Regions from separate parts of the Sus scrofa genome. Here region 2 is linked to region 1. Evidence: chromatin contacts called from public HiChIP or PLAC-seq data. All regions are on one chromosome and are shown on one strand. The core of a region is the stretch at or near the end of the contact, and the rest is flanking DNA. Distances in the headings are between cores, read along the strand shown.

What was found. HiChIP or PLAC-seq counts read pairs in DNA pulled down with a chosen protein or histone mark.
Region 2: a contact with region 1 is called in an H3K27ac HiChIP or PLAC-seq map of alveolar macrophages. The contact joins the promoter of CMC1 here to the promoter of SLC4A7 in region 1. A contact is called at or near these places in 1 of 5 promoter capture datasets (fetal liver), 1 of 47 Hi-C or Micro-C datasets (subcutaneous adipose tissue) and 1 of 2 datasets of contacts at active chromatin or transcription factors (alveolar macrophages).

What each region holds. Positions count from the first base shown.
Region 1 is chr13:14,041,667-14,044,509 of Sscrofa11.1, forward strand. It overlaps SLC4A7 (sodium bicarbonate cotransporter 3), which reads right to left and starts at 1,442. Exons shown (of 26, transcript XM_021071464.1): 1 at 1,125-1,442. The coding sequence starts at 1,172. LOC102163580 (a long non-coding RNA gene) reads left to right here and starts at 1,605. Exons shown (of 4, transcript XR_001300094.2): 1 at 1,605-2,299.
Region 2 is chr13:14,680,846-14,683,688 of Sscrofa11.1, forward strand. CMC1 (COX assembly mitochondrial protein homolog) reads left to right here and starts at 1,379. Exons shown (of 7, transcript XR_002338179.1): 1 at 1,379-1,600.

The DNA.
Region 1 (2,843 bases), core at 192-2,691:
GAGTGATCGTCCCAAAAACCACTGTTAATTGACTTCAATGTCTGGAGGCTAAGTTTTTCCTCCATGTTTTGAGAATTTATGGGTGAACATATTGAGATGATGAATGGCTACTCTGCGGGGGCCTTACGGTAATCTTTAAAAGGACGGGGGCGGGGTGAGAGTGGGGAATAAGTGAAATTCTTGAATAAAAACACGTTAAAAACAATTTCCCTGTTAGTTGTGAAAGACTGGAAAATTTTCACTGCAACCTTCCTTCCTTTGCTGGTTACAAAGTAAGGGCTGGAAAGAGGAAAATTTCTAACACTTCTATGCTCTTTTGAGTCACGGACTATGAAGGAAGGAGAGACCTGGGGGGACCTATGCATCCCACGTGAAAGCAGGAAGTCAGTTTCTCAAGCCTGGGCCCCGCGTCCAGCATCACAAACGCGAAGACCGACCTTTTGAAAAAGCCCACCACCACACCCCTCCAACCGTGAGGCCAAGGCCAGCCTGGGCCGCTGAAAGGCACAGCGCGCGGGGCTCGGGACACCTTCCTCTTTCTACTTGGCCTGCGGCAGGAGGACACTCCTCCGGTTCTCGCCCGAAGAGGCGGCGGCCCAGGCAGTCTGCAGCGAGGGGCAGCCTTGGCCGCAAAGGCAGGCGGCGTCCACGAGGCCAGAGGAGTCCCGGAACAAAGCGCACGGGGGCCGGATGGGGGACAGAAAAGATGGGAAAGGTTCACCCAGCTCCGCGCCGCTGCCTGGGGCTACACAGGTGGAGTCGCGCTCCTGCCCATTGAGAGAAGGGCCGGCCTCAGCTCCAGCGCCAAGGCCACCGGAGCGGAGATCCCGGGGCAGTGGGCCAGACAGAGACCGGCGCGGGCGGGCTGTTGAGCGGCGGACCCCCGGGTTCCCCGGAAGCCGAGAGCCCCGGACGCACCGCCGCCACACGCGGGCCTCCCCGGCGCCGCCGCCCCTCGTCCCTGACGGCCACACACAAAGGGGCTGCCTGGCGCGCCGGCCGCCGGCGGCTGGGGGGCCGAGCCGGGACCAGTGGCCGGCTCACCGCGTCCCCGCCTTTGTCCGCCGCGCCCCGTGCCCGGCCGAGGAGCCCGTCGCCCGCTGCGTCCGCGCCCAGCTCGTTACCCGGGTGAGGAGTGGTCTCATCTGCTCGCCTGCCCCGTCCGCCTCCATAGTCGGCCCTCCAGCCCGCCGCAGCCGCTCCGCCGTGCCGCGTACGATCCGCTCGCTGCCGCCGCCGAGAGCCAGGCGCGCGAGGGGAAACGAACGTGCGTCCGTGCGCAGGGCGCGCGCGTGGGGAGAACCGTGCGCGCGAGAGGGGCGCGTACGCGGCGGTCCCGGGTCTGCCTCTTGCGGGGCCGGAGGCCGCGGCGTGGAACGTGGAGCAAGCACTGAGCGAGCAGGAGGCCGAGGCGGGGAAGAGGGTGCCGCGGAGGCCGGGGGCGGGGCCGAGCCGTGACGACACACCCGCCCCGCCCACCGCCCACCACCCGCCCCTTGCGCCCCGCCCCCTGCCCGACAGCCCCGCGGGCCTCCTAAATGCGCGGGTGGGCCCCCGGGCCCCACCGCCCCGAGTCGGTGCGGGAAGGGGGCGGAAGGGGGCGGGAGGGGGCGGGAGGGCGCCCGTCCCAGCCAATCGGAAGCCCTCGGGGTTCCATACTCACCTTCCCGCCACGCCGCCTTCTCAGGAGGCTGGCCCCCCTTGGTAAAATCGTAAGTGACCAAAAATAAGTGTCTGACTCGTTTTTCTAGTCGTAAGTTGGGTGAGGGTCACCACCGCGCCCAGCTCCTAACCACGTTCTTTAGTGGCAAGAGGAAAGAAGGCAGCCACCCGTTTCAAGGATGCTCGAGGGAGCCCCAGAGGAACTAACGGTCTTCAGGATTGCTGCAAGTTCTTTTTCTCTCAGCCCTGCAGGCAAGAAGCCCAACTCGGGGCCAGTGAAAAGGGGAGCACTCCCGGCCAGGTGTCCTCGTGTGCCACGGCGGCGCCCACACTCGTCCACCTCTTAAGGTACTTCTCCGGTATCCACAGCTCTAACTGGAGGTGGTGATGGTGCCTGCCACGAAGGTCATTGGAGGATTGAGTGAATTGCTATCAGGAAACGTGCATGACTCGGAAAAGTGCCTGCTTGTTAACTAGGCATCATTGTTGACTAAGTTATCTTGGGTGTTTACAAAAGAACAAAAGGGTTAGTGAAGAGGAGTTAAGTCAGCTCTGTGGAAGGAAACTTTCTATTACAGCAGGTCTGGAGAGTTTATTCCATCCATCTCAAATAGGATATTTCTAAAGTCAGAAATAGGTAAGTTTGGGAGTTCCCCTCATGGCTCAGTGGTTAACGAATCCGACTAGGAACCATGAAGTTGCAGCTCGATCCCTGGCCTTACTCAGTGGGTTAAGGATCCAGCGTTGTCTGAGCTGTGGTGTAGGTCGCAGAGGCGTCTGGGATCTGGCGTTGCTGTGGTTCCGGCGGCTACAGCTCGGATTAGACTCCTAGCCTGCGAACCTCCATATGCCGCAGGTGCAGTCCCAGAAAAACCAAAAAAAAAAAAAAAAGGTAAGTTTGATGAATGACTCCTTCCAGTTTTGGGTCTTAGTCTTCTTTTTTCTAAATTTCCCAGAGTTACTTCTAGGCACACGTTATTTTTTTATTGTATAAAGAGCACATGTGCTACCATTTAAACTACAATCTGACACTGTACATTAATGCAAACTCCATCTCTAATCCTCCCACTACAATATATGTTCTGTTATCCCCATTTTAGGGATAAAGAAGCTGAGGCACAGGGAGATAATTGGTTTTAAATCCTAGTTAGTGGAACTGCGCTTTCCATTGCACCATTCTA
Region 2 (2,843 bases), core at 129-2,628, 640 kb after region 1:
CATTCATGGCAACACTGTGGAGGCAGTCCTGAAACAGTGTTAGATAATATTGCATTTATTTCTCACAACAACCTCATGAATTAGAAATGAAAGTCCAGAGAAACATTGAAGCTTATCCAAGTTAGAAAGCTAATAGGTCATGAAGCAAGATTTAAGTGGAGGTGCCTAGGTCTCTGCAAGTTTCTGCATTTCCCATGTTGCCCTTTTGATGAGGAAGATTGAGTTTAATTACTTGTGTGTGTATGACGTGTTCTTATACCTCACCTCATCACCTCAAAAAGATTTACTTTCTAGATTAAATCTTTTGCCTCCAGAATGAATCTGGTGTGTTTCTAAACACATTTATAAAACATACAGGGAACAGGACCTGATTTCCTGCCTGGCTGAGTGAAACATTAATTCCATCTTGGCGCCTCATCCTACAGCTGTAATAAGGGCCGTTATGCCCAAATAGGCCCTTAAACGGAAGACCTGCTGAGCAGAGACCCACTTTCCCAGCCCTGCTCCGCAGCGTCAGCTTCTCTGCCAACTGACCAGGAGGAAGCAGCAGCAGGGGAGGAGGGCCTGCAGGTAGGTGGGGACGGGATCACTTTGAAAGCCTCAAAGCCCTAACTGCGAAGCAGCAGCTGCTCCTTGTTTTTCTAACATCTGTCCCATCTGTGCCCTTGCGCACCTGACCCTCCAGAGGCTCGGGCTAGCTCAACGTGGATGTGACAAGGGAGCATTTCTGGAGGCTGGCTGGTGAGTGGATATGAGCTTACTTACTACCCAGAAAGTTTCTTCTACTGGGAAGAGGGCAGTTGGGGCTCTTGAGGAGGATGTCTATCGCTTCCTTCATTTTGCTCGCATATACAGCTTTGATGGACCGAGTGGGGATTTGCAGCATCACCCAAATGGGACTACACGTCATGAAGATGTTATTTCACCAGACAGAGGTATCCTAGCGCTCACTTTCTAAGTGTAACCTCCAGGGAAGGCGCAGGCTTCGATCCGGAGAGAAGTAAGGATGCAGCACTCAGTACACGGGTGCTTGCTGCACAAGTCGTCAGGGCGTATTGCTTATTTCTGGGTCCCTCACCAACACTGTGCGTCTGGAGACTTAGGGACCTTACTTTTACCCAGTTATTTCCTCCTTGTATTCAGAACCGTGGCTGGAACCTAGCAGGCATGAAATACATACTTATGAATGAATGAACTTTAAAGAGGAAAAATGAAGGAGCCGGCAGGTTCGTTCGGTTCGGAGGCAGGCTTGGAGGGAGGGGCTTAAACTTGTACGGAGCCACCCAGAGAAGCGCGAGTCCTCAGGCCCCGAGCGCGCCTGCGCCTTCCAAGACGGCCACGCCCCCTCCCAGGGCTATCGCTCGGTGAAGTCCGCCCACTCTGGTTACCGGGTTGTGGGTGGTGTCAGGACGGTGCAGGCGCAATGAGCGGCGGAAGTAGTTACTGGGAAGTAAGCAAGCGGCAGTTTCCCTTGGCGTAAGGCTCCTCCTCCCGCCGCGGGTTGCTTCACTGCACGTGTGCCCGGGCTCCGCCCCACACTGCCAGTGCTTTGGCCGCTTGGGCGCCTCCTCCCGCGCAGAGATGGCGCACGACCCCGCAGGTACGGGGTGGGAGGCGGGGGTTGCCGAGCCGCGGCTGGCGTGTGGCGGGCTGGGGGCGGGGGTCGAGCTGGGGGAGGCGCGGCGCCCCGGCGGCCCCGCCCCGCCGCGCCCGGGCGCCTGGCTCCGCGGCCCTAGGGCTATGGTTCGGGGAGCGGCGCTGTTTGGCGTCGATCCTCTTTTCCGATTGTAGCTTGCAGATAGTTTTCTTCTGGACACCTGTCCTCTTTTCGCCCATTTCAAGTATCTGTAGTCCAACCTAACATCATTGATCGGAGCGAGTGCCAGCTTGTTTGGAAAACGCCCCCCAAGCCCCGCTCTTTGTGAGTTTGACTTTCGTGCGTACCCCTAGGGCAGTTTGTATCCGTGTTGTCTGCCCCTCGGCATCTCAGTTTAGAGGGTACCCAGAGCTGCGTGTCTAGAGGGAATGGTGATTAGCTTTAGATCATTCCCTTCACTCTGGATGTGAAAAGTCCAGCCAGTGGGAGGAGGAATGACCTCAAACATTTGGAGACTCAGAAATGACAATCACTTTAGTGAGCTCAAGGAGAAGGAGATAATCGTGTAGCTGACGAGGCTCGTGGCTGATTGCTGGTGCGGCAGAGTCTGCATAGAACTCAGTCCATTTCAGTGCATTTCCCGTCTGGGTGGTAGACCATGCCGCCTTTACGTCCTTATGGATGAAACAGATACTTGTTGCGTGCACACGGTATGTCCTTCCTGTTCTAGGCCCTAGGAGTCTGGTATATAGGGCAAAGGATCCCTGCTCTATCTAGAGCTTGTATTCTAGTTGTAGAAGAAAGAAGACCACCCACAGTACTTTTATAGATTGTGATAAACATTATGAAGAAAATAAGCAGTGACATAGGTAGATGGTCAAGAAATGGTTAAGAAAGGACGACTTAAGGTGGAATGGTCAGTGAAGAACTCTAGGAGGAAGTGTCAAGTGAATTGGAATCTGAAGGACTATGGGAAGCAGTCCTGTAGAGGTAATGGAAAAGCATACAGCTGGGCCGAGGTGCAAATGCTTAAACGATGTGATTGAATCATTTCTATCAGAGTGGAGGAGATCCATAAGGAGAGATGTTGGGAACGTACACAGAACCTAGATGCTGCACGGCCTGAAGGCCGTATTGGAAAGCATTAGGATTTTTCCTGATGTTATCAAAGGCCTCTGGAGGCTTTTAAAGAAGGTGGTGCCGTAATATGATTTATACCTTTCCAACCCCCTCAGCAGTTGGTAGC